Linked DNA regions of Sus scrofa: regions 1, 2, 3 and 5 are each linked to region 4. Evidence: chromatin contacts called from public Hi-C and HiChIP or PLAC-seq data. All regions are on one chromosome and are shown on one strand. The core of a region is the stretch at or near the end of the contact, and the rest is flanking DNA. Distances in the headings are between cores, read along the strand shown.

Evidence for each region. A called contact is a pair of places that touch in the nucleus more often than the background predicts. HiChIP or PLAC-seq counts read pairs in DNA pulled down with a chosen protein or histone mark.
Region 1: an H3K27ac HiChIP or PLAC-seq map of alveolar macrophages shows a contact between it and region 4. The contact joins two enhancer-like sites. A contact is called at or near these places in 6 of 47 Hi-C or Micro-C datasets (liver, omental adipose tissue, skeletal muscle and 1 more) and 2 of 2 datasets of contacts at active chromatin or transcription factors (alveolar macrophages and skeletal muscle).
Region 2: a Hi-C map of liver shows a contact between it and region 4, with 5 times the contacts expected there. The contact joins two enhancer-like sites. A contact is called at or near these places in 2 of 5 promoter capture datasets (fetal liver and liver), 29 of 47 Hi-C or Micro-C datasets (adipose tissue, alveolar macrophages, brain and 16 more) and 2 of 2 datasets of contacts at active chromatin or transcription factors (alveolar macrophages and skeletal muscle).
Region 3: an H3K27ac HiChIP or PLAC-seq map of alveolar macrophages shows a contact between it and region 4. The contact joins two enhancer-like sites. A contact is called at or near these places in 9 of 47 Hi-C or Micro-C datasets (embryonic fibroblasts, fetal heart ventricle, fetal liver and 5 more) and 2 of 2 datasets of contacts at active chromatin or transcription factors (alveolar macrophages and skeletal muscle).
Region 5: a contact with region 4 is called in an H3K27ac HiChIP or PLAC-seq map of alveolar macrophages. The contact joins two enhancer-like sites. A contact is called at or near these places in 1 of 47 Hi-C or Micro-C datasets (embryonic fibroblasts) and 1 of 2 datasets of contacts at active chromatin or transcription factors (alveolar macrophages).

The regions. Positions count from the first base shown.
Region 1 is chr10:47,998,913-48,003,303 of Sscrofa11.1, forward strand. The region is part of intron 15 of FRMD4A (FERM domain-containing protein 4A); the gene reads left to right. Among named protein-coding and RNA genes, the nearest start is that of PRPF18, 120 kb to the right of the region's middle. Within about 2 kb of position 1,834, at least 34 of the 83 cell types and tissues checked have an H3K27ac peak or open chromatin away from gene starts, as enhancers often do. A contact at or near this core is called in alveolar macrophages, liver and skeletal muscle, where this site is marked.
Region 2 is chr10:48,022,816-48,026,680 of Sscrofa11.1, forward strand. FRMD4A (FERM domain-containing protein 4A) reads left to right here. Exons shown (of 24, transcript XM_021064221.1): 20 at 2,239-2,476; 21 at 3,304-3,471. Among named protein-coding and RNA genes, the nearest start is that of PRPF18, 97 kb to the right of the region's middle. Within about 2 kb of position 2,611, at least 12 of the 83 cell types and tissues checked have an H3K27ac peak or open chromatin away from gene starts, as enhancers often do. A contact at or near this core is called in fetal liver and liver, where this site is marked.
Region 3 is chr10:47,813,526-47,817,495 of Sscrofa11.1, forward strand. All of the region lies in intron 2 of FRMD4A (FERM domain-containing protein 4A), which reads left to right. Among named protein-coding and RNA genes, the nearest start is that of PRPF18, 310 kb to the right of the region's middle. Within about 2 kb of position 1,271, at least 18 of the 83 cell types and tissues checked have an H3K27ac peak or open chromatin away from gene starts, as enhancers often do. A contact at or near this core is called in alveolar macrophages, where this site is marked.
Region 4 is chr10:47,913,803-47,917,747 of Sscrofa11.1, forward strand. All of the region lies in intron 6 of FRMD4A (FERM domain-containing protein 4A), which reads left to right. Among named protein-coding and RNA genes, the nearest start is that of PRPF18, 210 kb to the right of the region's middle. Within about 2 kb of position 1,594, at least 8 of the 83 cell types and tissues checked have an H3K27ac peak or open chromatin away from gene starts, as enhancers often do. A contact at or near this core is called in alveolar macrophages, fetal liver, liver and 1 more, where this site is marked.
Region 5 is chr10:47,833,038-47,837,127 of Sscrofa11.1, forward strand. The region is part of intron 3 of FRMD4A (FERM domain-containing protein 4A); the gene reads left to right. Among named protein-coding and RNA genes, the nearest start is that of PRPF18, 290 kb to the right of the region's middle. Within about 2 kb of position 1,489, at least 15 of the 83 cell types and tissues checked have an H3K27ac peak or open chromatin away from gene starts, as enhancers often do. A contact at or near this core is called in alveolar macrophages, where this site is marked.

The sequences.
Region 1 (4,391 bases), core at 584-3,083, 85 kb after region 4:
TAGCCTAGGTATGTCCATATGCTGTAGGTATGGCCCTAAAAAGAAAAAAATAAGTAAAAAATTAAAGCCAGTGCCATCTTAAAAAAAAAAGAAGTCAAAAGTCCACAGTTACTAATAGCCTAAATAAAAAAGTTCCGCAGAGTTGAAATGAATTACTGAGGCTTTGGGCCCAGACCCCCTGAATTCTCAGCTGTCCCATGTGCAACCGTAGCCCTAGTTGAGGCCCTGAGAGGTGGCGAGCCTTTTGAGCTGTGCTGGAGCAAAGGGATCAAACCCTTAGCTCCTGATCTAGGACTGGATGAGATTCAGGCCCTAGGAAGTTTATGGATCCCACATCCCAGACCCTTTGTGAAGGGGCTCTGGTGGCCAGGCTTTGAAAAGATGTAAGGATCCTTGTCCCAGAGCACATCTGCTGAGAGATGGCCCAGCCTTCCCAGGGTCCCCTGGAAGAGGGCACGTTGAGGCAGCTCAGGGCACAGCCCCCTCCTCCAAGCCCGCAGAAGCTCCCAGCCCGCCCCCCATCTTGGTCTCCTTACAGGTGATGCACCCCTGGGTCCCCAGCCAGGCTGCTAACTTGCAAGGTATGTAAGCAGGGGCCTTGTATTCACTTTGCCCGAAGAGAGCCTCCAAATTGGGGAAAGGGGGGAGGCTCAGATAGAGTGTGAGGGGACAATTGTGTAATCAAGCCATTTGGTTATGATGTTTTCAGGGGTCAGGACAAGCTTTCTAGATCCTGCTGTGGGAACTTGAAAGGGTTTATTCGTCTCTTCTTTACCAGCACCCCCCCCCCATTTCTTGAAATCTCAAAAAAGATTGGAGAGGGAGGAAAAAATGGAATAACAAAAAAAGCAACCTTGTGCATGGTCTTCCATAGCGACTCTGAAAGTGAGAGAGACAGGGTGGGGGAGTGTAGGATTATCCTAGCATTGCTTCTGGAATGTGCCATCCCACAACAGTTCTGATTTCAGTGGGAGAGTAGGGACTCAGGGAGATAGATTCCCCCCCCCCCCAGTCTATTTGAAGAAAATGGTACAAATTGGCTTAAGGAATACCCCCATGTTCTGCAGCTCCTCTTGGGTTGATGTGTTAACCACCCAAACACAAAAAAAATGTTGCCGCACATCCTTTCTTCAAGAAACAGAACAATGAGACTGATGGTGGCTCCTTGAATGGAAATACAGGGGCCGAAGCCACCCACTCTCTCCAAAACAAAACAGCCTGTTGTGTCTATAAATAGGAATGGAGCTGTGCAATTAATGACATGGCGGTTGAGTCATCTTCGTTGTGAAGAGCGGGATTGCCAAGAATGTGGTGATGGATCTTTGGCTTAAAAGAAAAAAAAAAAAGCACAGAAACCTGCAGTGTGCTGTGATCCGCCAGCCCTGACCCTTTCCGCTCTGGGAAAACATGTTGTACCAGGCATAGGGCTGCCCAGCCCCGGACCCGTCTCCATGCATGAGTCAGCTCTTCACACGGTCCCCTTCTCTGACCGCGAGCACTTCCTGCCATTGTTGGGAAGTTTATTAATAACTAATGTAACAATGAGGGTGCCAGCTCTCAGGCCAGAGAGCTGATCTGATAGGCGTCTGCCAGCTTGACGGCCAGGGTTATATTCAGCTCGAAATACACAGCCTGAAGTTGGTAGTCATCACATGATGTCTGGGGACTTTTTGCTTCTTCTTTTCGTCTTCAGCCTTTCTCTTTGGCTGTCGCTCTATCTCTTCCCTATATTTCTCTCCAGCCTTCGAAAGTTCTGTCTGTCCCCTCTCCTCTCAAGTCACGTGATGGACAGGAGTCCAGGGCCCTGTCAAGGGTTTGGTCATCGGCTTAGCGCTCTGCAGGTGGGCTCAGCGCGCAGCCCCACCAGGAGGCTGGCCCTCTGCAGGGTGTGTTTATACTGGACTGTGCATTCAGCCGAGGCTGCAAAATCTCTTTTGGTGGAATGGATGTTTCTGGCTATGCAGATGTTTCAACGGGCCTGAGTCGAAATTGTGCGCAGAAGGTAGCAGGCTTGTCCCTTTGCGCTTTCACCCTGTGATAGAAACCCAGTAAAAATTTCTCACTGAAACCTAATTTATGCTGATATATTGAAACCTCCAGGTATAAAGGAATATTTGCCTGCTGAAGAATTACCAGGACAGGGAGTTCCTGTTGTGGCTCAGCGGGTTACGAACCCAACAAGTGTCCACGAGGATGCAGGTTCAATCCCTGACCTTGCTCAGTGCGTTAAGGATCCCATGTTGCTGCAAGCATCAGTGTAGGTCGCAGACATGTTTTGGATCCAGTAGACATGTTTTGGATCCAGTGTGACTGTGGCATAGGCCAGCAGTGACGGCTCTGATTTAGCTGCTAGCCTGGAAACTTCCATATGCCACAGGTGTGGCCATAAAAAGCAAAAAAAAAAAAAAAAAAAAGAATACCAGGACAGAATGATCATTTGTAACCTAAGTGAACAACTTTGAAAATAATGGGATTTAAACATTGAAAAAGAAATATTCCTATCCCCTCTCACAGGCCTTGTTCTTTTCCCATTTATTGAGGCCAGCCCTCCTAATATTGCCGTCAAATAAAAGAATCTTGGAGCCAGAAAGATAAGCTTTCTTGTTTCACGATAGAGGAAATGGAACCCCTGTGAGTTACTCCTAACACTGGTTCCAACGAGGTATTTTACCAGATGCTGCTAAATTTTTTTTTTTAATCAGTTGTTCAATTTCTCTCTGTCCCTCCCCCACTCCTTTCTCTTTTTAATTATTTTTGTGCCCTTCACCGTTTGGTAAAAGTACCCCACTGACCACTTTTTTTCTTTCTTTCTTTCTTTTTTTTTTTTTTAAGAGCTGCACCCATGGCATGTGGAGGTTCCCAGGCTAGGGGTCCAATCAGAGCTGTAGCCACCAGCCTACACCACAGCCACAGCAACACCAGATCTGAGCCGCATCTGCGACCTACACCACAGCTCACGGCAACGACAGGTCTTCAACCCACTGAGCAAGGCCAGGGATCAATCCCACAACCTCAAAGATAGTATGTCGGGTTCTTAACCCGCTGAGCCACAACAGGAACTCCCTGAACCCTTTTTTTTTTTTCCCCCTGAGGCCCAGAGACTCCCAGCTGCCATCTTTTGATGCTTGCTTTTCAAAGCGCCCCCGTTTCACTGCTCTTTTCCATGAACTGTTTGATTTTTTAAATTTTCAACCCTACTGGCAAGAGTTCCAAGCACTCACTTTTCATGTGAAAAAAAGAAAAAAATCGCATTTGATTCCGAGATGCTCTCCAGAGGTGCCCCATTTATCCCCATCTGCTATGTGGCTCTATTTCCCGTGGTCTCTGAGGACCCCGGGATTCCTCTGTAAGGAATTCTTCATTGAGGATTTGGAAGGCAAATAAATAGCTCTTGAGCATAGAGAAGGCTTTAAGACCTTTCCTTCCTATTTATTCCTGGGGTGTCTGCCAAAACTTTTCCTTTACAGCTTTTACAGATCTGCTGGGAATATGCCTTCTTCCTTTTTTTTCCTTTTTTCCCCCTCAAAGTTAAACAGACAGATTGTCATTTCCTTCCCTTTCAGGACAACAGATTTCTTTCTTCTTTGGGGGTACTGTTTGTCTGGAATTTCCCCCTGTTTTCAGGGAGGAGAGCACGCCTTTTGTCCTCTGAGATCAGCGGGCTGGTCATCCGTATTCCATCTGTGTAGAAACAGATGAGCCCCAGTTCCTGACAGCATTCTCTGCAAGAGGATGCTTTATCACATCCGGCACAGAGTAGCCCAGAGTCTTTTGAAAGATTGGAAGAGTTCCTGTTTTGGCTCAATGGGTTAAAAACCCGACTAGTATTTTTTTTTGCTTTTTTAGGGCTGCACCTGCAGCATATGGAGGTGCCCAGGCTAGGGGTCAAATTGGAGCTACAGCTTCCAGCCTACACCACAGCCACAGCAACACCAGATCCAAGCCACATCTGCAACCTAATTCACAGCTCACGGCAATGCTGGATCCTTAACCCACTGAGCGAGGGCAGGGATCAAACCTGCAACCTCATGATTCTTAGATTTGTTTCCGCTGCATCATGATGGAAACTCCCCAACTAGTATCCTTAAGGACACGAGTTCGATCCCTGACTGCCTTACTTAGTGGGTTAATAAGAGTCTGGCATTGCTATGGCTGTGGCGTAGGCCGGCAGCTACAGCTCCAATTCGACCTCTAGCCTGAGAACTTCCATATGCCCCAGGTATAGCCCTAAAAAGGAAGGAAGAAAAAAAAAAAAAAAAAAAAAAAGATGGGAGCCAGTTCTCCACCCCAGCCCTGTGTTTGTTAGCTAGAAGGGGAGCTGCTGTTGGTGTGTGCTGGCCTTTCCTGCACCCCCTGTCCCAGGGAACCAGCTGCCCACTCGGTACAGCCTG
Region 2 (3,865 bases), core at 1,361-3,860, 110 kb after region 4:
AGGTTGTCTGTTTCCCGCGTGAGAGCTTGGAGCCCTGATTAAACGGGGATTAAGCTGTGTGTAGCCTGGGACAGCCCAGTGTAAAGCGGGAGCCAGACCAAGAGGGTGCCAGGTTCCCTGCGATTCTTTCACTTCCCCGCAGTCACCTGTGTGGCCGAGGGTGGGCAGGTGCTACAGAAAGACGTATCTATTGGAGTTTTATTATGTCCTGTGGCCCCGAGGTAAGCTAAGGTGATAGCTGCTGAGTGGTGGTCTGCTTTTTTAGGTGCCCCCAATCCCATTTTTACCTAAACAGATAATTTAAACACCAAGCATAGTTTCCTTTTGCGTATTTATAAATTTCTGGAGGAAAGAGGTGGACATGGGTTTGGATCACAAAGATTGAAACCGTCTAGGGGCCCCTGGGGGCGGCTGGAAGAAAACAAGCCTCTTTTCTTCCTGAGAAATAGTGAAAGTGAAGGAAAGCTGTCTCTAGAGACTCCTGGTCAGGCCTAGAAAACGGTCTCTGTTCCCGCTGACCTCAAAAAACCTAGTGATTCTCAGGATGTTTTTCTGGGACATTTTTACCCAAATAGAGGTGATCCCCCAGCCCATCGTCACCGCCACCACCACTGCCATCATCACGTCACCCCTTCTGCCACCATCACCACCACCATCAGCACTGTCACCACCACTGCCCATCAGGGACCAAGGAACCCCAAACACAAAACCCACGCCAAGAATGTTCGGGTGGATTTAAACCCAAACTGGGGAGGTCAAGGCACTAATGACATGGCGGTGAATTTTTTTGCCCTTTAGCAAAACTTCAGCTGGGCAGTGATAAGTGGCTGTTCAGACAGCAGACACAGAAGATGTCCCCAGCTCCTGGTCATAATGATAATTGCAAGGAGAATAATCATCACTGATGTGGGGAGAGGCTGGCAGACTATTTACCCCATTGTCTCAGGCCTGCTACTCAGTCAGATCTTCATATTTTTATTCGTTACACAGGTGGGAGGAAACTTTGGGCCTGGGGGGAGCAGAAGGGTCTTTTGAATATCAGAGACCCCACCCTGGTTTTGGCCTCTGTGGACTCCAGTCCCTGCAGGGGAGGAAACTGGAACACTGGGGGCAGATTCCTTTGCAAGGAGTTGGCGGGGTTGGGGAGGGGGGCATATCAGTGGCTGATTTTGATGCATCGCTTGTGATCAGGGTTTCCTCCCAAAGCTCCAGCCCCTGGGCCTCCCAAGGGGCATTGCTGCCCCCGCCCCCCGCCCCCAATCACAGGCTTGCTCCTTCCAAGGGCCCTTTCCTTTACTGACTTGAGGGGCAGAAGAGTAGAACTGTAGCCTTGGGCTGGATTTCAAGGTTAGGAGATGGAGAATTAGGCCCTGAAATGAATAAGGCTCAGATGTGTTAGAGCCTTTCTCCCATGAAGGCAGGGGAAAATCTTGTATTTGTGGCCCCTTTTCTTCCCAAAGAACCTGAGGCATTTCCACAATGAAAAAATCATACAGGGGGAGGGACAGGTGACCTGGGGGTTTGGGATGGAAATGTTCTGAAATTAGGTTGTGATGATTGGTTGTTCAACTATAAATATAAAATGCATTGAATTGATAAATAAACTTTCAATCATGTAAAAAAAAATCATACAGGGACATATTAAAAGATGAGAGAGAGTTCTGAAAGAAAAAAAAAAAAAAAAAAACAGGGTAGATGCCCAGAGCCACCAGCAGAATAGGATACTCAACAGACTTCCATTCATTTTTTTTTCCAACAAATATTGATTGAGCACCTACTCTGTGTCGAGAATCAGTCTAGACAGGGAGGATAGAGCAGTGAACAAAGCAGAACCTGATAGACCTGAAACTGCCCCGAAGCAGATGAGATGCTTACAGTCTCTTGAAAGAAAACGTACAGTAAATGCAAGGATGACTACCTTTTGCTATTGGTATGAAGCAGCCATTTGTTGGTACTGAACGAAATCGAGGCTTCACTTCATTTGTCCTTAATTAGAAATGACATCTCTCTTCCTATTGGATGCTGCCCGAAGTTCAGACTGTGTGTTCTGGTTTGACGTGACTGGGCAGCTGGGGAAGGGCAGGGTGGGGTGGAGGAGGGGGCCTCTCTGTGATGCTGTGAGTGCCCCCGGGCTCCCCGGCGCTGATGTCTGCTGTCCTGGCGGAGGTGCGGCGGGGTCTGCCGGGCAGGTGGGAAGGATGACTCTTGCTCATGTCTTCTTTTTCCGTCTTTGCACAGAAGACTCTCAGGTCACCAGCACACTGTCCCCCTTACAGTCCCCTCACAAGGGGCTCCCTCCTCGGCCACCATCGCACAACAGGCCGCCTCCTCCTCAGTCCCTGGAGGGACTCAGGCAGATGCACTATCACCGCAACGACTATGACAAGTCGCCCATAAAGCCCAAAATGTGGAGCGAGTCCTCTTTAGATGAGCCTTATGAGAAGGTCAAGAAACGTTCGTCCCACAGTCACTCCAGGTAAACTGGGCCGGGAGGGCCGCAGGAGGTCACTGCCCATTCCTGGGAAGAACCCCAGGGCTGCCCTAAATAACAGCCCCAGAGCCCAGACCGCGCCACCTCGGGCTGCACCCACAGCGCCCTCTGCTGCTGATCCTCTGGAGATGCAGATTTGTCGTTTACGGCTAGGGTTTTGGCTCCCGTCCCCGCGTTGGCAGCTAGCTTGAGGGTTGTTAAATTCCCCAGGAGTTAATTAGGAAATCTGAGGCAGCACTGTTCCGAAACGGCAAATGAGAGTCCATTCATAAGACTCCCAAAGTGGCTCAGAACCCGACACCATCATCCGACAGAATTCCGGAGCCAAACAGCTGTAATCGTAGCTGCGTATTATCAGCTCGTTACTCAGCCGATATTGGAGAGAGGGGTCTGGGAAGCCGTTTTCAGTCTGCTCCTCTGTTTTTCTCATTTCCTTTCATTATACCTTACAAAGCTCCCAGTGGGTGCCCAGACAGGTAAATATACGTCTCTTGGAAAGAAAAAATATATATATATATCAGAGGCTGTGGTTGAGGACAGGGGCTTCACAGAACAGTCACACTGCCTGTTCTGAGACGCCTGGGGAGGGTCTTTTTCTCCCAGGGTCAGGATTAAGGTCACCCACCCACTTCTGGGGGAAAGGCTGAGAGCCAAAGTGGAGGTCTGAAGGTCGAGGGTGGGAGTCCTGGGCGGGAGTGCTGGGCAAGCTTTCATGACCCCTGAGCTTGCTGTCCCAAGGCCATAGTCCGCTCCCTGGGGAAGAGGTGTGGTTCTGTCCAGTAGTGACCAGCCGGGCCTCCTCTGGTTCGCAGCAGCCACAAGCGCTTCCCCAGCACGGGGAGCTGTGCCGAAGCAGGAGGGGGAAGCGGCTCCCTGCAGAACAGCCCAGTCCGCAGCCTCCCGCACTGGAACTCGCAGTCCAGCATGCCGTCCACGCCAGACCTCCGAGTCCGCAGTCCCCACTACGTCCATTCCACGAGGTGAGTCCACCCACCTCCCTCCCTAGACCAGACCTTCCTTTGTAAGATTGGTGTTGCCGGCCGGCAAACTGGTCCAGATGACTGGTAAACTGGAGTCAGGACTGAACCAAGGAGGTAGGTTCTTCTTAAAGTGAAACAATCAGAAACTGGGCTGGCCACATTTAGAACAGATAAGCAATGGGGTCCTGCTGTTCAGCACGGGGAACTAGATCCAGTCACTTGTGATACAGCATGATAGAAGATAACATGAGAAAAAGAATGTATATGTGTGTGTGTGTGTGTCTGGGCCACTTTGGCTATACAGCAAAAATTGACAGAACCTTGTAAATCAACCATACCAACTTTTTAAAAAAAAAAACTGATCTGGCAGCTGGAAGCCCGTGCTAGCTAAGGG
Region 3 (3,970 bases), core at 21-2,520, 100 kb before region 4:
TTGTTTTTGGCTGCCCCACAGCATATGGAGTTCCCCGGCCAGGGGCCAGATCTGAGCCACCGTTGTGACCTAAACCACAGCTGCAGCAACGCCGGATCCTTAACCCATTGTGCCGGCCCAGGGATCGAACCTGCATCCCGGCACTCCCAAGATGCCGCCAATCCTGTTGTGCCAGAGTGTAAACTCTGGCTTTGTGTTTTATAAGGGAAATAGAAAAAAGCTAATTTGTGAGCATCCTTGCTTCTTGTTTGTGAAAGGTGTGATCCAGGAGTTCGCGTCGTGGCTCAGCCAAAATGAATCCGAATCCATGAGGACACAGGTTTGATTCCTGGCCTCGCTCAGTGTTTTAAGGATCCAGCGTTCCTGTGAGCTGTGCTGTAGGTCACAGATGCGGCTCTGATATGGTGTTGCTGTAGCTGTGGTGTAGGCTGGCAGCTGTACCTCCAGTTCAACCCCTAGCCTGGGAACCTCCATGTGCTGGGGGGTGTGGCCCTAAAAAGACCAAAAAAAAAAAAAAAAAAAAAAAAAGAAAGAAAGAAAGATGAGAGTGAGGCATCTTGTGTTATCACAGCTTTCCTTGTTGACTAGAAGATGAAGATGAAAATAGTACAACATAGGCCAGCCCCTTCCCATCAGACCCTCCCTGGTGAGGTTGCCTGTCAGACTGGCTTTGAAAAGACTGGGTTTGGCTACTTATCAATGTTCTGTAAATACGATCGCCCAAAGGAACCTCGCTCTACTAGTCCTCCAGATCAGCCAATGCTTGGCTGAGTTTCCCTTTGTTATGACTAGTTCCACCTGTGGTTTTTTGATTACCCCGTTCCTCTTCCTCCTAAGGGTTAAAAATCATTGTCCTGTGATAGATGACTCACCAGTCTGCCCAGCTCTTCCTCTTTGCTCCCTTACTGGTAGTCAGCTCTGCTGGCCTTTCATCAGCAGTTCCTCCAATGCCATGTTCATATGTTTTCTTCCCAGACTCTTTTGGGTGAGGTGCCCACTGCCACTGCCATGGTTCAAGGCCTCCTTTCTTCCCTGAGTTATTGTAAAATCATCACAGTATCCCTTTCCCACCCTCTATTGCACATGCGCACTCGTACACACACACACACACACACACACACACACACACACACACACACACTCTCTCTCTCTCTCTCTCTCTCTCTCTCTCTCTTTCTCTCTCACTCTCTCTCTCTCTCTCTCCATCTCTTCTTGCCCCTCCCTTCATCCTCTGTAGATCACAGCCCTTAACACGGAATAAAAATCTCCACCACAACCTGGCAGCCTCTTATTTCTTAAACTTCTTTCCCATTGTCCTTCATATACTGTCTTAGTCTGTTCAGGCAATGACAACAAAATCCTCGGTGGCTTATAAATAACAGACATCCTTCTGGAGGCTGGGGAGTCGCGGTACCAGCACATTTAATGTCTTCTGAGGACCTGCTTCTTGGTTCATGGATGGTGCTTTCTCCTTGTGTCCGCAGGAGGTGGGAGGGGCGAGGGAGCTCTTTGGGGCCCCTTTCCTAAGGGCGCTAATCCCATCCAGGAGGGCTCTACCCTCATGACCTCATCACCTCCCAAAAGCTCCCCCCCCACCCCGTCCTCATCCCGTCACAGTGGGGGTTGGGATTCAGCACAGGGATTCTGGGGGTCTGCGTGTCCACACAGCCGCCACACACCTTTGCCTTTGCCCACGTACGGATGACCTTTTCTGGACATCAGCCTCTTGGAGATGGTCACCCATCCCTTCTCTGCCAGGACACCCTTGCTCCTTCTGCAGTGCCAGCCTCCAGTGTTATCTCCTCCTGTTCCTCCCAGCAGAGCGGGTCCCCCTCACCGCTTCTCCTGCAGCCTCCCCGCCAGATTGCTGCTCTGGTTGGATCCCAAATTCAAATGACCCGTAATGTGTGTCTCCCACTGTAGCTTCCAAGGGAAGGATTATGTCTTTTTTTAATTGAAGTATGGTTGATTTGTATTGTGTTAATTTCTGGTGTATATCAAAGTGATTCAGATATATATATATATATGCATATATCAGATTTATATATATGTACACATATGTACGTATATACATGTATGTACATATGTATGTTCTTTTTTTTTAGGGACACACCTGTGGAATATGGAAATTCCCAGGCTAAGGGTCGAATCAGAGCTGCAGCTGCCAGCCTATGCCACAGCTACAGCCACGCCAGATCCAAGCCACGTCTGCAACCTATACCACAGCTCATGGCAATGCCAGACACTTAACCCAATGAGCAGGGTCAGGGATCAAACCTGTATCCTCATGGATACTAGTCAGTTTTGTTACCACTAAGCCACAATGGGAACACCTATATTCTTTTTTAGATTATTCTTTTCTATTAAAAGAAGATAATGACTATGGTTCCCTGTGTGGCAGATCTTCTTTGTGTATCCATTTTATATGTAGTAGTGCGTATCTGTGGATTTAACTTTTTGGTAAGGTTGTTTTCCTTTTGGTAAGTTTGTTTTCAAAGTCTTTGAGACTGTTTCTGTTTTGTAAATGAGTTGAGTTATATCATTTTTTAAGATTCCATGTATAAGTGATGTTATATGATATTTGTCTTTCTCTTTCTGACTTACTCAATGTGGTAATCTCTGGGTGCATCCATGTTGCTGCAAATGGCATTATTTCATTATTTTTTATGGCTGAATAATATTCCACATATATATGGTATATATGTACCATATCTTCTTTATCCATTCATCTGTTGATGGACATTTAGGTTGCTTGCATGTCTTGGGTATTGTAAATAGTGCTGCAGCGAACATGGCGGTGCCTGTATCTTTTTGAATTAGAGTTTTCTGGGGATATGTGCCCAGGAGTAGGATTGCCAGATCATATGGTAATTCTGTTTTTAGTTTATAAGGAATCTCCATACTGCTTTGCATAGTAGAGTTACCAATTAACATTCCCATCAACAGTGTAGGAGGGTTCCCTTTTCTATGCACCCGCTCCAGCATTTATTGTTAGGTTTGTTGTTTGTTTGTTTGTTTTGCTATTTTAGGGTTGTTTGTTTGTTTTGCTATTTTAGGGCTGCATCTGAGGTATATGGAGGTTCCCAGGCTAGGGGTCCAACCGGAGCTGTAGCCACCAGCCTACACCACAGCCACAGCAACTCGGGATCCGGGCTGTGTCTGTGACCTACACCACAGCTCATGGCAACACCAGATCCTTAACCCACTGAGAAAGACCAGGGATCGAACCCGCATCCTCATGGATCCTAGTCGAGTTCGTTAACCGCTGAGCCACGAAGGGAACTCCTGTTCGTAGACTTTTGATGATGGCCATTCTAACCCATGTGCGGTGGTACCTCATTGTAGTTTTGATGTGCATTTCTCTAATAATTAGTGATGTTGAGCATCTTTTCATGTGCTTTTTTTGACCATCTGTATATCTCCTTTGGAGAAATGTCTGTTGAGATCTTCTGCCCATTTTTCGATTAGGTTGTTTGGTTTTTGAGATAAAGCCATTGGAGGTGTTTGTGTATTTTAGAGGTTAATCCCTTGTTGGTCACTTTGTTTGCAAATATTTTCTTCCATTCTGTGGGTTGTATTTTCATTTTGTTTATGGTTTCTTTTGCTGTGCGAATGCTTTTAATTTTAATTAGGTCCCATTTGTTTATTTTGGCTTTTATTTTCATTATTCTAGGAGGTGGATCCAAAAACATATTGCTGTGATTTATGTCAAAGAGTGTTCTGCCAGTGTTTTCCTCTAAGAGTTTTATAGTATCTGGTCTTGCATTTAGGACTTAAATTCATTTGGAGTTGATTTTTGTGTTTGGTGTTAGGGACAAACTGTTGTATTTTAAACGTAGTTATTGATGTATGGTTGACATACAGTAAGCTGCACCTGTTCAAAGTGTATCATTTGATGATTTTTGACCACGCCCTCAGCCATGAAACCATCACCCCAATCAAGAATTTTAACTCCCTATTTTCAGCCTTA
Region 4 (3,945 bases), core at 344-2,843:
TGAAAGAGTCTTTGTTCCACCTTCGTCTTTGAGTAATAGTTTGACTGGAAGTGGAGATAAGGGAATGTTTTCTCTCAGAATATCAGAGGGGTTGCCTCGGAGCCTTGGAGAGCTGCTCTGGGGGCGTCTGCTGTGCTCACACTCTATTTGGACTCACGCTCACCTCCACCACCGGCAACAGGATCTTTCAGGATTTCCTCTTTATTCCTCTTCATCTGAAACTTCAGGGTGTGTGCCCAGAAGTGGGTCTTTATAAACCCACTATGTTGGGTATCCCATGGGTGCTTTAGCCTGGAATCGGATTCTGCTTTAGTTCTGGGAGGTGTTTTGTATTCTTTCCTTCTTTTTTCTTTTTTCTGTTTTTTTGGCCAACCCCGACATTTGGAGTTCCCACACCAGGGACCAAACCTAAGCCACAGCTGCAACGTAAGCCGTAGCTGCAGCAATGCTGGATCCATAACCCACTGTGCCGGGCTGGGGATTGAACCTGCGTCCCAGCACTCCCAAGACGCCGCCAATCCCACCGCGCCACAGTGGGAACTCCTCGCATTCCTTCTTTGATGATGTCTGTTGCCTCTGTGCTCTCCTTCTGGAGCTCCCGTTAATCCAGTACCCGACTTGGCCTCCTGCTTCAATACCTGGTTTCTCTTATTTTCCATCTTTGTCGTTTTGTTTTACTTTATGGGCGATTTCCTCAATGTTACCTTTAATCTCCTCTCTTGACTTTCCAACCTTTGCCATCATGTTTTGAATATCCAAGACTTCCTTCACATTATCTGATTTTTCTTTGTATACTTACAATCCTATTACTGTTTTTGAACCTAATAGGCTCATCCCTCCAATCCTAGTAATTATCCTGCCTGTTCTGTGTGCTTGCTGTTTCTTCCGATTTCTTTATTTCTTTCCTGTTTCTTGATTTTGGTCTCCGTGTTGCCTGTAGGAAGCGTTCCAGCCACATTTAAGAGGGGCCTCACTCCAAAGCTGCGAGTGCCCAGGTGGAGTCGGTCAAACCCCTGGGACCATCCCTGTGGAGTGTCCCGGAGGAGAGCTGGTTCTTTCAGTGGGAACCCCAGGCATCAGTGCTTGGTGTTTTTTTCTCGTGGTGATGCATTGTCTCCAGAGGATGTCATGTCTTACTTCCCTCGAGGATGTCCCCTCCCACTTCCAGGGTCTGGGGGAGGGGGTGGCCTCCATTGCGATGTAACCCGCTTTGCGTCCCTGAGATCTCAGTTCACCTCATTCCAGCTTCCTGTGCATCTTCTCCAGAGAGCAAACCTCTGTTCTCTTCAACAGCACAAAAGTAGAGAAGGGTGTTTTGTTTCGTTTGTGTCTTTGTTTTGTCATTTTTCCCCCAACCACGCGTGCCAGCCCCCACCCCCTACTCTTCCTTCACCAGGAAACAGAAAGCCTAACTCAGTGAATTTCCCGCTCACTTCTCCTTGCTTTACGGTCCCTGACTTTATACCGAAAGAGCAGGAAATTACAGTCAGAATCTGTCCAAGTTGCAGAAAGTTAGAATCTGATCAGGAGGGAGCAGAAGGAAGTACTGGACTGGGTCACAGACACCCCACGTGGCCACTTGTTCCAGCAGCATCTCTGTTGTGTTTTGACTCACGAAGGGGACCAGTCGAGGAGGGAAAGGAAACTTATGACCAAGGGTGGCTGAAACTCATTTAGAGATGTGTGTCTGGATCTGAGGGACCCCAGGGGAAGTCAGCCTGGGGTGATGTGTGTTTCCTGGAAGCAGAGCTTTCCTGCCAAGCTCTCCATCTGGTCGCCTCTCTCTTTGGATATAGCTTCCAGTGTCCACTGGAGAGGCCCATCGGTCAGCCGCGAGGGGGGCAGTGGACTTGTCAGACTAGAGGGAATGGTGGGTGGATGTGATTCTAAACTCAGCTCTCCCCCCACCTTCAGGGTTGACTCCTGCCTGCTTGGAGTTCTCCACTGACAAAGCGAGATTTCTGTTAGACATTTTCAAAATTGTTGATAAACTTTCAAATGCTTTGCAAACAGCAAAGGCTAAGCCATAAAATACCAGGGCTTTTTTTTTTTTTTTCTTCTTTCTTTGCATTAAAAAAGTTTTTATTGGTATTCCCACTGTAGCCTAATGGAATCAGCAGCATCTTGGGAGCACCGGGACACAGGTTTGATCCCCAGCCCAGCGCAGTGGGTTGAGGATCCAGCATTGCCACAGCAACAGCTTAGGTCTAAACTGCGACTCTGATCTGATCCCTGGCCCAGGAACTCCATGTGCCTTGGGGTAGCCAACAAAAGAAAAAAAAAATATTATGGAAGTTATAGGCATTCAATATAGTGATTCACAACTTTTAAAAATTATACTGCATTTATAGTTACTGTAAACTATTGGCTATATTCCCATGTGTATGCTATATCATTGTAGCTTATTTTTTTTAAGAGTAAAAACCCTGGGAGTTCCCACTGTGGCTCAGTGGGTTAAGAATCCAACTGCAGCGGCTTGGGTTGCTGTGCAGGTGCAAGTATGAACCCTGGCCCAGCACAGTGAGTTAAAAGATCTGGAATTGCCGCAGCTACAGCGTAGGTCAGAGCTGTGGCTCGGGTTCAATCCCTGGCCCAAAAACTTCCATGTGCCAAGGGTGTGGCTGGAAGAAAAAAAAAAAAGCGTAAAAACTCTTCATTTTGTTGGCGTTCCATTGTGGTTCAGTGGTTAATGAATCTGACTAGTAACCATGAGGTTGCTGGTTCAATCCCTGGCCTTGCTCAGTGGGTTAAGGATCCGGCGTTGCCGTGAGCTGTGGTGTAGGTTGCAGATGCGGCTCGGATCCTGAGTTGCTGTGGTTCTGGCGTAGACTGGCGGCTACAGCTCCGATTGGACCCCTAGCCTGGGAGCCTCCTTATGCCATGGGAGCGGCCCAAGAAATGGCAAAAAAAAAAACAAACAAAAACCTCTATTTTATTTACTAATTTTTTATAATTATTACTATTGTCTCTTTTTGGCTTTTTAGGGCTACACCCGCGACATATGGAGGTTCCCGGGCTAGGAGTCAAATTGGAACTGTAGCTTCCAGCCTACACCACAGCTCACAGCAACACCAGATCCTTATCCCACTGAGCGAGGCCAGGGATCGAACCCACACCCTTGTGGTTCCTAGTCGGATTCGTTTCCCCTGTACCACGATGGGAATTCCTATTAATTTATTTTTACTTGAAATATAGTTGATTTACAGTGTTGGGTCAGTGTCTGCTGTGCAGCAAAGTGATTCAGTTGTACATCCATATATATTCTTTTTTATGTTCTTTTCCGAAATGTGCGTGTTTTTCAATTTTTAAAATGAAGGAGTCCATGAGATTAGAGGGCTGAAGGTTGTCAGGGACATAAAGAACTCTGAACTCCAGCTTCCAGGGCTCCTCAGGCCTCAGAGGAGTGATTTGATACTTAACATGGCCTGAGGTGGCTGAAGTGAGGGACCGGCCAGAATAACTGGCTGCGCTGTTAGGAATCTCATGTTTGAACGGAAGCGGTCGACGTCCGCTCTTTCAATACGTCCATCACATTTCAGCGGTTGATCTCAACACTTCATCTGTCTGACCACAAAAACCAGAGAAGCAGGACCCATGTCCCTGTCTCAGGGTGGGCAGAGATGTGTCTCCTTAGGTTGGAGGGAGCATCGGCCTGAGCATTTGTCCCTAAGTTACACATGAAGTAAACTAAAACTGTTTACAGTCACCTTCCATTGACCTGTCACCGACCTGGGCGTATGGTCAGTGCTCAGTAAATTGTTTCCAGTTGATTACTTTCCAATTCCAGGGAGCAAGGGTTTGCATATTTCCTGGGAAATTACCACGTTCCGAGCCTACACATACCCACGGAGAGCAGACCATGTCATAACAAAGAAGCTTAACATTCCCCCTTTATGTGTGCTGGCGTGGGGGGGTGGGGGGGGGTGTCCCTGTCCAGCCTTCCCT
Region 5 (4,090 bases), core at 239-2,738, 81 kb before region 4:
TTAGACTAGATTCCAAGGCCCATGGTCTTATTAAGGGTAGACATTTTGGAGTTCCCGTCGTGGCTCAGTGGTTAATGAACCCGATTAGTATTCATGAGGCTGCGGGTTCAATCCCTGGCCTTGCTCAGTGGGTTAAGGATCCGGTGTTGCTGTGAGCTGTGGTGTAGGTCGCAGATGTGGCTTGGATCCCGTGTGGCTGTGGCTGTGGCTGTGGCTGTGGTGCAGGCTAGCAGCTGCAGCCCTGATTTGACTTCTGTATGCCATTGGTGCAGCTATAAAAAGGAGGGGGAAAAAAGTGTTGACATTTTGGCCTGGATTTGGAGGGTGGGGCAGTGGATGGGACTATAAAATAAGTAAGAGCTCTTCAACTATCAGCATACAAATTAATAAAACTTCATAGTTTGAAATTGTTAGGAATCAGCTTGAGGAACTTTGGGGTGAGTGGTCTGGTGTGTTTAAGATGCCTTTTTTTTTTTTTTTTTCCAATGGCCACACCCATGGCATAGGGAAAGTTCTCAGGCCAGGGGCTGAATCTGAGCTGCAACTGCAACCTATACCACAGCTGTGGAACCCTGGATCCCTTAACCCATTCTGCCTGGCTGGGGATCAAACCCACACTCTGCAGTGACCTGAGCCGCTTCTGTTAGATTCTTAACCCACTGCGCCACAGTGGTAACTCCTAAGATAGATTTTTTTTTTTTTAAATATCAACTCATAGAGGCTTAGAAAGCAGCCTCCCTCTTAAAACAGAAACAAGACCTCAAGTGGCAGTGAAATGACGGTCTGGTGGCCGCCCAGCCCTGGGAAAGTATGAAGGGTGAGGGGTGGGGGGGATTTGAAGGGACTTGAGTCACAGAAAAGATATTTAATTACTCATGTGTGGCCGTTTTGGAGAGGTCATCCTCAGCCCGTTACAATCAAGAAAAGGATAAACTGGCCAAACAACAAGTGCATGCTCTTCCCATTCCTTTTTTAGCACATGCTTCGGAGGTTATTCCCTCTTCCTGGAACGCTCCTTCCTGGGCCCTCACCTCAGTCCCTGGCTGCTTTCTGATAAGCCTTCTGTTTACAGCTTAAAAAAATACTCCCCACCCCTTCCCAAGATTTCCCCTCTCACCCCGGCCGCTCTGCCCTCCCACGTCCGAGTGTCCGTGTTACTGAACCGAACTCGGGTCCACTCGCCCGCGCGCGAGCAGAAGCCGATCTGCTGACACCGGGTTGCAGCGGAGGAGAGCACAGCGTTCACTGCAGACCCCAAGCAAGGAGTCCAAGAAGCTAATGCTCAGAAGGTCCAAACTCCCTGATGGCTTTCAGGGAACGGTTTTAAAGACCGTGACAGAGAGGGTTGTGGGGTGTGTGATCAGCTCGTGGACATGCTTCTGATTGGTTGGCAGCGAGGTTATCAGGAGTCAGCATCATCAGCCCTCTGGTTCCTGCGGCCTGGGGTCCATGTGCTCGGGCTCATGGGCAGCATGTGATTCACTTCTTCCTCCTGGTGGAGGTTTCAGTATCTGCAGAGCAGCTCAAAGGTCATGGTTCAGAATATCACCTAGAGCCCTTGAGTCCTTGACTTTGTTTAAAGGCTAAAGGATGGTTATTTTGTCATGCTTGGTTGTTTTCCTTTTTTTCTGCGTTTGCTCACTTGTCTGATTAAACATATTCTTTGGAACTCAGGGAAGGCCTAGGAGGCTCAAGTGTGTCTACAAGTGAGGCAGGTGAGGATACGGCGGGGGTGAGGGTGCGTCTGTCCCAGGAAGGCACCCGAGGGTCCTGCTCCATTGCATTACTGTCCCCCTGAGGTTTCCCTCTTACTGTCACAGCTCATCTGCTATGACACAGTAGATGAGACAACTCACAGCCAAGCCTGTTTACTTGGCAGCATTTCCCAGAGCCATCAGCAGTTTGAGGACTGGTCTGTGTCATGATCATTGTGTATTCCCAGCACCCAGCCCAGTCTGGCACAAAAGAAACCGAAATAAACCCTCGTTGAATGAAAGAGTGGGCAAATCCTGAGACACCCTGGTAGGACCTCCCCAGAGGACGTCTTACTACAGAACCAGTTGCTCCATAGGGAATTGAATTTAGCACCAAAAATAAAATAGAATAAAACAGAATTAAATAAAATAAAAAAGAACAAAATAAAATCATATAAATGATCCTAAACTCCCTTCTGCATTATTGCAGTGTGGGCTTCAGCAAAACTTGGAGAAAGAAGGTTTAGCTTATTGGACCAAAGCCATCTTAAATATATGACCTTTTTATCCTACAGATGTCCAGGATTATATTCTTTCAATAGAAGCCTTTCTAAAGGGGACTCCATCTCTAAATTAATTTGGCCCCATCTCTAGGTTTTTAATAGCACAAAACTCCCCACTCTCCTTTTGGATCGAGCTCATAGACTGAAAACCTTGTTCCATTTGTACTTGAGTTGCCAATAGTAAGCATATGAAGGGCTGAAGGTTTTGCTCTTGTTGTTATCAGCAGTTCCAGAAAGTCTGTAATTAGCCTCAGACCCCACAGCGCCCTTACCTGATCTTTTGATCTGGATTCATGGAGACGAGTCGGGCAGGTGTTTCCTACATGCACCTCACGAGGGTGAGAAGACGGAGAGGCAGGTTTGGAGGAAAGGTTCATCTCTCCCAGAGACACACATGCGTTTCCACCCGAGGGGGACTGAATGAAGGACATCAGCAAATAGCATCAGACCAGGGAGGCTGGCTGACTTTTCAGCCACCGATGATTAGGGTAAGAGACTCATCAGCGGCTGTACCTCAGACCCTCAGCCGCAGGACTCCTGTCAACAGTGTGAGTGGTAGGAGGCTGAGCGGATGAGGAATCAACAACTGAGCACAACTGCCTCACCCCAGAAGGATGCTGGTAACCAGACTACCGCAGAGATTACTTCCTGCAGAAGTGCAGACCTGGCCTTTGTGGTGGAGCATTTCCTGGTGCTGGATTATAGCACAAAATGGCCAGCAGCCCAACATGGAAGGCTTATCATAAAGCCCCTTGGGGTTACCCAGTAGAATCTGTGCGGCCGCATGCCTGATGGCTGTGAGTAAATCCCACAGTACGTGTATGGCACAAAGGACAAAGGTCAAGGGTGCTCCTACTGGGATTTAATATTCAAAAGGATCATCCATCCGTCCACAGGCAGGTCCCCATAGATAGCCGTGACATTATCACGGGACCACCTCAGTCCATAAATGGCACTTAAGGACGGCGGGAAGGCTGCTGTGACGTGATGATGTGATTCGGTAACAAGGCAGGCCTTCAACCGCAGTCATCAGAGTGGGGCTTGGCCCGTCAAATCGCCTCCCATCCAACCTGGACATGATGCCATTTACTCCGTTGCCCAAAATTGTTTCCACCAATTAGAAATGTGCTCATAAATGCCTGCATCAGAACAGGAGAGGCCATCCTCCTGTGTATCTTTCAATCATCCTCTTCTTGAAGCTCCTGCAACCAGATGGGAGGGTGCCAGGGATGTTTTGTATTAAACTGAACTTCTCAAGTCTCATCTTCCTGTAGTCATTCCTTTAGAATGACATTCTTTACTTTTTCTTTTCTTTTCTTTTCTTTTTTTTCTGTCTTCTTGCTATTTCTTGGGCCACTCTCTCGGCATATGGAGGTTCCCAGGCTAGGGGTCAAATCGGAGCTGTAGCCACCGGCCTACGCCAGAGCCACAGCAACACCAGATCCGAGCCGCGTCTGTGACCCACACCACAGCTCACGGCAACGCCAGATCCTTAACCCACTGAGCGAGGCCAGGGATCAAACCCGAAACCTCATGGTTCCTAGTCGGATTCGTTAACCACTGCGCCACGACGGGAACTCCTGCTTTTTTTTTTTTTTTTTTAACTTCTTTTTTTTTTGCCACCCCACAGCATCTGGGGGATCAGATCCAAGGTGCAGTTGTGACCTAAGCTGCAGCTGTGGCAATGCCAGATCCATAACTCACTGTGCAGGGCCAGGCAGCGAACCTTCATCCCAGCGCTCCGGAGATGCTGCCAACCTGGTTGCGCCACAGCGGGGACTCCTCTTCACTTATTTTCTGATCTGAATGCATGTTTAAGGGAGCATCTTGGGA